2 separate regions of the Macaca mulatta genome follow, and region 1 is linked to region 2. Evidence: chromatin contacts called from public Hi-C data. All regions are on one chromosome and are shown on one strand. Each heading gives the region's core, a stretch centred on a gene start, on an enhancer-like site or on the middle of the called end of the contact. The rest is flanking DNA. Distances are from core to core; before and after follow the strand shown. Region 1 has its middle 42 kb from the start of ARHGDIB. Region 2 holds the start of C11H12orf60 (chromosome 11 C12orf60 homolog).

Evidence for each region. A called contact is a pair of places that touch in the nucleus more often than the background predicts.
Region 1: a contact with region 2 is called in a Hi-C map of sperm, with 4 times the contacts expected there. The contact joins the enhancer-like site here to the promoter of C11H12orf60 in region 2. A contact is called at or near these places in 4 of 14 Hi-C or Micro-C datasets (cortical neurons, fetal cortex germinal zone, fetal cortical plate and 1 more).

What each region holds. Positions count from the first base shown.
Region 1 is chr11:17,448,896-17,453,715 of T2T-MMU8v2.0, forward strand. No RefSeq gene overlaps it. Among named protein-coding and RNA genes, the nearest start is that of ARHGDIB, 42 kb to the left of the region's middle. Within about 2 kb of position 1,841, at least 3 of the 40 cell types and tissues checked have an H3K27ac peak or open chromatin away from gene starts, as enhancers often do.
Region 2 is chr11:17,259,109-17,264,441 of T2T-MMU8v2.0, forward strand. It overlaps C11H12orf60 (chromosome 11 C12orf60 homolog), which reads left to right and starts at 2,325. Exons shown (of 1, transcript XM_077953675.1): 1 at 2,325-4,530. The coding sequence starts at 2,424. The coding sequence ends at 3,158.

The sequences.
Region 1 (4,820 bases), core at 591-3,090, 190 kb after region 2:
CACTTCACCTATGATTTTTTTCTATATATTTCCTTATCTCAAACTTATATATCGTACTCTCATGAAGGAGTTTCACAACTTCTTCACCTAATGAATACACACCTAGATCTGATATTCAGTTGATATGGCCGTAGAGGTAGTTCAGATATTGACAGTTCAATGACAGGTAAATAACTCCTGTCATGATCCCCCTAGGCATCCCCCACATCCCTTCAACCTATTCTCTTCTCACAATTAGAAGTTAATGGGCTAATGCCTCCCACTGCATCAGACTTCTAGGACCTCACCCATTTATTGCCCATGCCTTATTGATTATTAAATATATTTAATATCTCTTCTGAGCTATTCACTAAGTACAGAGTTTGCAAAACTCAAATGCCTCCAAAGGCCAGTAGGTGATGGAACTGAGTGAAGCCAGCTATGTGAAACCAGAGACTGTGCCACACTTGTGAGCACGTGTGTCACTTTAGAGGTCATTTACATACAGTGGCCAGTACTATTGGATTTTCAGAAAAGGAGTGAAAAATGTTTTAATGTTAGGTATAAGAAGGAACATAGTGAGAAGTGTGGTTTTAAAAAATCCCCCCCCATACAGTTTCTGTCCACAGCATTATTAACAATTCAGTGTACATAATCTGCAGCTGCTACATGGCATTTAAATGACAGATTAGTAAATGCATGCTAGAGCCTCAGTTATTTTTCTAACATAGGTCACCACAAGAAGTATGTACACAACAGGTTTGATTAATATCCTCAATATTTCAGTAGTTATGGTGCCTTGAAGAAGCAAAACAAATTGGAGTCGACATTTTTTGACTAATTTTGCCTAAAGTAACAATTATGACAGAATTAGAATAACCATCATTTGAAATTATTTCATTCAGGCAACCAACTATACGCTAAGCTACAAATAGGTGATTTTCCCCTGAAGTTTGAAAAGAAGGATCAGTCTCTGAAACATGTCTTTTGGTTTTCTATTTCTCCCAAGTATCTGCTCCTGAAAAGTTCATCATTAAAGCTCTTTGAGAGAGATTATTTCAGACCCCTACATGCTGTGTCTGGGACACAAGAACAGTCTAAAAGAGAATGTCCTGCAGCTCACCCACCCCAGTGTGCAGGGCCGGAGCTCATGTATATGTACTTTGGCTCTCACCAGAAGTGGTGAATTTTAGTGCTCTGGGTCTTATTGTTTTAAGAGATATGATGTGAGCCAGGTTGCTTAATATGAACCACTGACAGATGAAATGATGGCTTATGAAAGAAAGTTAATGTAAAATATTAGCCCATGTGAGCTAGAATAATCAGTTGTTTTTATTGAAATGTCATGTGTTTGTTGCATTAGGAAAAGGAATTGGATTGGATACCCCTTTGTTCTCACGTACCTTCAGTCTTCTTACTCTTAGCACTACTGGCTGTTTTTAGCGTGCTTGTTGTCTGTCTATCCTGTTAGAACATCAGCTTCACAAGGACAGGGAATTTGCCTGTCTTGTTCACTGTTATACCCACTCCATTTCCTAGGAAATGCCTAGAAATAGAAGGAACTCAGTAAATACTTCCTGGGTGAGTAAATACGCGAGAAAATTATTTGTGTGCATGGATAGTTGCAAAGATCACTATGGCATAAGCAGAGGCTTCCCCATTCGGGTTACAGCAATGTGGTTCTTTGTTTGCAAACTGCAGTTACCAGTTGAAGCATCTGCTGTGATTTTTTTTTTTAATCTGCTTCAGTTTATTTGAAGGGTTTCCTAAGAAGACACTGTGCTGATTTATGAAGCTATTGTCTCTCTACTTCAAACCCACCTTTCCATACTCAGCTTTAGGACACTGGGGCTAGGATGATAGCAAACAGAGCTTTGGCTCCCTGTGAGGCTCCTCTGAGGGGTAGGAACTGGATGCTTGCTGGGAGGCTGAGAAAGTGGGGGAGGGAGGGAGAAGTCCCTGTTCCTGGCAGCAGCATCCCCCAGCAACAATCACTCTCTTGGCAGCAGCAGTTGGTCTGGTTCTAGTCTCCATCTTCTTTCTACACTCTTTCTGCAAAGTTACCCGTAGCAGCCAGGCCGTGCCCTCTCCTCAGAGATCTGGTCCAGGTCTGACAATGGCTCTACCAGGCATCTTCTCTGATTAGGGCAGCTTTCAGACAGCTGATTGCTCATTACGAACACCTGGGACAGGACCTCCATTTCTTCCCCTTATTCTACCTTCTCTATTTAGCCTAGCCAATTCCTCGTAACTGATTATAATTAATTTATAATAAATTCCATCTGTTATAATAATTAGTACACTTTCTAGTTTCCTGACCTGGACTCTGATGGATCATGTTCTTTATCCTACAGCTATGTGTGTTTCTGCAAATTCTATATTTCAAAGCTTTTAGCAATTCACAAACTCACAGGAGTTCTTTTAATTTCATTTAAAATGATAGTGGGATTTCTTTTAATTTAAACATGTTTTTCTGTTGGTGGGTATTTAAACACATATAACAAATAGAGGTTTACACAAAATACAAACACCCCAGTCTTAATCAATTTTTAACACATTTCCATTGGATCAATGTTCTCTTACTTTCAAACTCCCTCTTTTTAAAAAATGCAAAACAGAAACCCCAATCACTCATGAATTCTCAGAGCATCCCTTTCTGTGATAGGAGAAAAACTTCCTATGGGTCTATAATCCTATCCCCGCACAGGTACAACGCTTCTTTGTTTTTTCATGTGGAATATTTTGAGCAGGTTCCTGGTGGTTCAAATCTCAACAGACCACTTGATTTTTTCCTGTGGCGTCTGCTCACTGCAAGAGGGGATGCTGACACATGGAGTTTGAGAACCATACTTTGAGAAGTTGTTCTTTCCTGCGGGGCAGAATTAGGGCAGCTTTCAGGCAGCTGATTGTTCATTAAGAACACCTGGGGTGGGACCAGAAGGAGGACCGAAAGTGCCATCTGTGATTGCAGAAATCATTTGTCATTTCACAATTGTGGCCACAGCAGGCTTTCTGTGGCAGAGCTGTTGACCTAAGGTTCAGAAACCAATGTGACTTTGCTAATGACAGCATTTTCTCACGATCTGCAAAAGGTGAAGAAATGATGCAGTGGGAAGATTGAGGCCATCAGTGTATTGAGTTGCTTGACCTATAGAGACGTCATAAATTCATTTATCTTCCTCTCAGCGATGACTTTAACTCCTGTCTTTTGAGAGCCTCCAAGGTGCAAGGCAAGATCCCGGGCACTAGATTCTTCACACACTTGTAGAGTAGGTATTATCATAAGAGCACTGATCATCAGTCTCGAGCTCATAAGTAAATGCCCCAGAACTGGAATGTGGTGGAGCTAGTCCTTAGTCAAATCTAGGGGTAAAGTCTGGTTGTTTTGACCTTTTTCCCCCTCCTTCCACCATAAAGCACAACATGGTCTCACATGGAAACCTGTAGGGCAATTCACTTGCTTTACATGAATGAGGGCCAAATACGTCTTTTACTGTGTCTAATCTCCCATGGTTTTCACAGCTTCTTTTAAATTTATATGACTTTTTCCATTTTCATAAAAAGATAGGATGCCATTTCTTATCTTTTTGGATCAATGTTATGGTATCGGTATTGATTCTTAAAGATGCCTCTTAGAGATTCAGCTCTGAAGCTATTGATCATTCAAAAATTCCTCCTTTATTTAATTTTCATGTCACTTCAGTCTTTGAAACTTTAGGCTTCACATTTCCTCTGTATGTAGCTTTCCAGAGGAAGACAGGGCTTCCTTTACTGTACTTCTAAAATTATGTAATTTGGGAGTGCTTTATTTGGCAAACATTGATGGAATATTTATATGTTTGTGAACAACGTGCCATTCTTATCACAATGTTATCTAAAATAGCTAACATAAAGGGTCTAATTTATAAATAAGAGAAATTAAAGCTTAGGGAGTTAACTGTTCAATGTAATTAAGTAGACTAACGGGTAGTAGAGCCGTGCCTCCAATCAAAGTCTATTCAAGGCCCAAAGCCTGTCCCCTAAACACTAACATCTATCTGCCCTTCGTGTCCACTGTTTTCTCACCATCAGCCAAAACTTGTCTCAGAGTGGTGGTTTGCAGAGCACATGCCTGGTGCCCTGGTGTCCCCTGTTTGTTCACTCCAGGGCCGGTGGTACCATCTTGATGCCTTCACATACCTGTTCTAACTCTATTGTAACTGCTTATTTCTGTCACTCCAACTAGACAGGGTCTTTTCACTGTTTCATTCCAACACTTGGCATAGTGAGTAGCACGTTGGTGTTTAACAAATATTTGTTAAGGAAATGGATGCATGATTCTGGGCTTGGCAAATATATGCTCAACTTTGCCTTCTGTGCCTACATCTACCTGGAGGAATTTCCATCTGCTTCAACCACCATCAAATCTCTCTAAACAAGCAAATGGTGGTTGTCAAGTTGGTGATGGATATTTGTTGTTGATTAAGGTGATAAACTGAGTTAGAGAAATAACTTCTTTGATGATGTATAGGAGCAATGAGAAATGCTCTTGAGTGGATTTTTTAGAATTTTACATTTTACTGGGATTTTATTGGCTGTCTTATCTTGTTGCTAATGGCATAAACCCAACTCACACTAGCTTAGCAAAATGTATAGTTGTAACTTTGGAAAATGGAGTGTAAAGCTGGCTTCAGATCCTAATGGATTCCAGAGCCAAATAATCTTATTTTGGTCTGTCTTGGTATGTCCCTTCTTCTCTCTTTATTTGCATGTGTCTCATACTGGGTTCATTTTGCAGAAAGGCTGTCACCATTTGACCAAAAGGGAGGACCAGGACAGAAGGACCATAAGCCAATGGTTTT
Region 2 (5,333 bases), core at 1,075-3,574:
AAGCACTGCTTTAGTTTCATCCCACAGATTTTGATATATTTTCATTTTCATTCAGTTCAAAATATTTTCTATATTTTTGTGACTTTTTTGATTATTTAAGGGTGTGTTAATTTATAATATTTTGTAGTTTTTCGTGTATCTTCTTTGTTGACTTCTATTTTAATTCTATTAAGAGAACATTTATTGTCTTTTATATATATCAGAAAAGCTGCTGGAATTTTTTATTGGAATTGTGTTGTTTTTATAAATTAATTTGAGGAATACTGACATCTTAGCAATATTGACTGTTTTGGTCCATTAACAATATATATCTTTCTATTTATTTAGGTCTTCCTTAATTTTTCTCAGCAATGTTTTACAGTTCTAAGTGTAGAGATATTTCATCTCTCTAGTCAGATTTATCTATAAATATTTCATATTTTTAATGATATTGTAAAAGTCATTGTTTTAATTTTAATTTCTGATTTTTATTTTATTGCTAATATATGGAAATACAATTGATTTTGTACATTTGATCTTGTATTTTTCAACCTTGTGAAACTTAGTTATTAGTTCTAGAAATGCATATTTAATGTAACTATTGATATGCTTAGATTAAGTGTAACATTTATTATTAGTTTTCTGTTTTTCTGTTCTGTTTTTAAAATTTCTCTGTTTTCCTTTTCAAGCCATCTTTTGAGTAATATAAGTAGTTACTTAAATAATTGTGAAGTTTCATTTTAATTTGCCTATTGACCAAAATCTGTATTAGTATCCTAGGGCTGCTATCACAAATTACCACAAACTTAGTGATTTTAAACAACAGAAATGTACCCTCTCAGAGTTCTCAAGGCTGGAAGGCTGAAGTCAAGCAGGCCCTTGCCCCTCTGGGGGCTCTGAGGGAGAATCCATTCCTTGCCTCTTCCAGCTCTGGTGGCCATCATCAGCCCTGCATGTGGGGCCACATCACCCCCATCTCTGCTTCCATGGCCCCATTGTTTCCTGCTCTGTTTTCAGTGGCTACTCTAGAGATTATAATATACTTCCACACTTCACACAATCTGCTTAGAATTAATATTTTATCACTTCAAGTGAAATCAAGAAGTCTTTCAGCTACATAAGTCTCCTTACCCTCTCTCCTTTATGATGTAATTGTCATATACATTGCATCTACGTGCATTGAAAATCCCAGCAGTGCTATTTTTTGGTTATAATTTTTGCTTCTTTCTGTGGTCTGCCACCCACTATTTGATTCCCAGGGGTCCCCTTTCCTGGTGTTCTGGCTGGAAAACAGTTTCAGCTCTTCCCATTGCAACTGGTTCTCATCTTGGGGCAAAGCAGTGAGAGAAAGGAGCCTGCAAGATCACTACCACCATCCCTGCATGACAGTTGCTTCTGCCCAGGGTAGAGTGGGAAGAGTGAAAAGGGGTCCACCCCATAAGGACAGCCTTTTCACTGCCAGTTGGCAGGAGCGGGGGCAAAGGACTGACTGACCTCTGCTGTGCTTGTGAGATGTGTGTGGGGGTGGGGTGGGGAGTAGGGGATGGGGGTGGGTGGCATTGCTGTTACTTCCTAGCACTTGAAGTCAGAAGTGTTTGGGGCTGCCTCCTGCTCATGACTAGTTGAGGGCAGACAGAGGGCTAGGTCGGTGGGGGTGGGGGGCTACCATTTTGCTGCCGGCAACTAGATCAAAAGGGATCTACCCGGCAGAGGCCCCTGCTCCTGATTTGCTAGGCAGAGTAGGTTTTTTTTGGAGCTCTCCCTGTTTGGGCATGTTCAAAGTTCTAATTCCAGGTGGTCCTAGAGCCCAAGGTGGGATATATAGGAAGGAGGAAAAGACAAACAACAACAACGACAACAAAACACCCACCCTCAAACAAAAAGTCAGAGAGCTTCATTGCTTTGTTGTCCTTTCAATGCCGTACTCCCTACTTCCTTGGTCTTTTGTCATCTAGCTTTCAGCATTATCTGATAGGGATTTTATATATTCAGTTCAGATTTTTAGTTGTAATCAGTAGGAAAGATTGGATGGAGTGTGCTTAGTCTACCTTAACTGGAACCAGAGACCCTCTATGTAATTTGTAAAGATTTATCCAATATTTTTCACTACACTGAATAGTTATCAAGGGTAATATCCTTGAGTGTAGTGTAATTCAGTATGTGAATCTATCCATATATTTGGGATCCAGCATACAGTATTTGATATGTGGTATAAATTCAGTGATAAAACCCTGTTCTACTCTGTTTTAATTATTTTTGTGATTTTTTTTATTGAAGCAAAGTATCATTTTTGTTTTAATGTTTGTATAGCTTTCCTGCACTTGGCAGGAGTTATCCTCATATTTAGACTATACTTTCAGTTTTTTATGGTTGCCAAATCGACTTTTAGTTTTCATTGGGATTACTGCTTTGCTTTGCAGTGCTGAAACTTCTTTGTTGAAGAGATGTCTTCAGAGTCAGAAAAGGATAAAGAGAGACTGATTCAAGCTGCCAAAATGTTCTTCTTTCATGTACAAGATTTTGCTTCTGTCACAAACACACTGACTGAGTTGTTTAACCGCAGTATGAATACTCAAATCCTTTTGATGGCTGTGAAAAACAATAGTAACATTAAGGATTTTTTTGAGCAAATGCTCAAAATTTTTAAGGAGATGCAATCTGTAGTGGATGCAAAACATGACAAAATTCAAAAGGAGTCTTTAGGTTCCAAGGTTGCAATGGCCATGTACTCTGTGTTTCAGAAGGGTACCAATGTAGAGGAGTTGCATCAGTCAGCTAAAGAAGTGTTCAAAAGTGCCCATACACCAGTCATCATCTCTGCGCTAAACAGCAGTAACATCCTTGGGAGTTTGGAATCTTCTCTTTCACACTTGATGAAATTCCCCATCATGAATCTTCAATTAAGTGACTTCTATACAGAAGACACCAAAGAGCAATCAGATGTCACCACATCTGAGAGAAGCAGGAGTCCAGATTCTTCCAAAACCACTATGATAGACACCTTGAAAAAACTGCAGGATGCACTAAAAACTGAGGATTCCAAAAATCCCATTGAGTCAGCAGCAGATTTGTTGGAACAAATTGTCAAGGCTATGGGACCAATCTTAGAGATTCTCCAAAAAGCCATAAAGACTATGGAAATGAATATTTCTGTGTTTAAGAAAGCCAGTGACAAGTAGGGATACAACAGAACTGTTCATTTCTGTCAGGAAACTAATTCAAATCTTATGGTTTTTCATAGTGGTTTCTAAGATCTTTTGGTGCCAAACATGGTATGTTAGAACATAAGTACACGAAAGTCATCTGGCAAAACATTTACCTGTAGTTTTGCTTTATTAAAATGAAAATAAATAATTCAGAAAGCCTGTTTGAAATGTCAGTCACTAAGAAGAATATATTGTTGAGAAAAACAAGGTGGTATTACATTTGAGGATGTTTCTAAATATTATGTTTCATCTTAAAGCATAATTAAAACAACCCTAAAGTAGTTCCCACTCAACTATTCCATTTCCAGTGAGAAGTCCAGGTAAACTGTAAATGTTGTCATTAGATAGACAACCTAGGCCTGGGAAACAAAATAAACTCAATTTTTGTCACTCATATACCAATTTCTATATACTTCAGTACCTTGACGATCAGAAGCCATCACTAAATATTTTAGATACGATTCATTCATAAGTAAATAAGAACAGTGAATGAGCAATAGTAGACTTTTCTTGCTTATGTGAGTAAGACTAGAGCAGATAGTTCATTCTCATTTGTCTCCTTCCGAGGTCTTATGATTAGGAGATTAGAGGTGGAAAAATGGAGGTACTCTAGCCTTTCACAAAGAAAAGATTTTCACAGAGAAAACACTTGCAGAAGTAGAATATCTGAGATATGTTTGTATTTAAAGAGATGAGATAGGACAATATCTTTGTCTACCATAAGTCTTTGGTTCTCATGCATTGTAAATGAGTGTGTACTCCTAAGATTGGCCTTGAAGTTAACTATTTCACATGATACCTGATAGAAACTCTGTTGAGAATAGGAAAAGCAATGATAACTCCAAGCCAAAGTCATCATTGTAATTACTACTGTCATTTAAAATAAGGAATCCCTTCTCCATCCTCAGACAAATGGTAAGAATTTCAGAATGTTTGGTAGGGAGGGTCAAGTGGATTTTGACCATTACCAGAGCTTGGAGGTCCTGGAAAAAAGGATGAGTTTCAATACATTAACTCTCATTTTCTCTCCACAGCAAAGCTGAAATCTTGCTTATTTGTAATAGGTTTCTATTAAGAACTCTATTGTTTTGAAGAGGATGTTAAATTGATTCATTTGCTGCCATCACCTCAGAAGAAATATACACACACACACCCACACACACACACCCACACACATACATATACACACACACACACACACAGAGGGTGAGAGAGAGGAGAAGGGAGACAGGACTCTCATTTTGCTACTTTTTCTAGACCTATATGTGTCTAGGGTTTCAATCTCCTTTTAGTCTTAGAATTATGTTTCAGAATGTTGCATGCAACAGCTAGGGGGATTCATATGGAAGTGAATGAGACAAAGACCAAGAAAAGTCTTGGTGCAGAGTCTTTCTGTGAAGTGACTGGAAGAATGGCTGGTGGCAGTTCACAGGAAGTCCTTGCCAGATGCCAGTGGGAATGACAACCAGGGTGTTAGAGATGGGAAGTGCCCATTTCAATAAAGATGAATGGTCTTCAAGTGCTGGTGGCTGTTGTTAGGCTGGTGATCACTTACAGTGTTTCACATTTTCCCACTACTGGGTACCACCAGTCTGACCACTCTAATGACATCATGTCTGCTACTGCCTCTTGGCTTATGGAAATACTGAGGAAAGGCTGTATTTTTTCTCAAACCTATTACTCACATTTAATGTCTCTCAAATACTTTGGTTGTGGGTTCCTCTCATTTTCTCTAATATCCTTCGATTTTTGAAGAACAAAGTGGGGTGGACTCACGTGTTTCTATGCTATGCCTGGTCTCATTCCTCCTCTAGGCTGTGAACATGGCATGGCCTAGCTGTTTGAATGAAGCATAAGTAGGGAGGAAAAAGTGAACTGCCACACAACAGAACACAACACATGATCATTTACTATTATAAAAAAGGAAATCCTATTCTACTTGTATTTTTTTTCTTTATCAGTTGCCAATGTTTGCTGCATCTTGGTATTTCTGAAAGCACCTAATTCAATAAATGCTTGTTGAATTTTACCAAATCAAGAGCTAGTTCATTCAGTGTAAATCAATTTGATTAATATCATTAGACAACTCAGTACAAGAATCCTGATTCTTCCAGCAAAACAAACTCTACTGAAATTTTCTTTCATTGG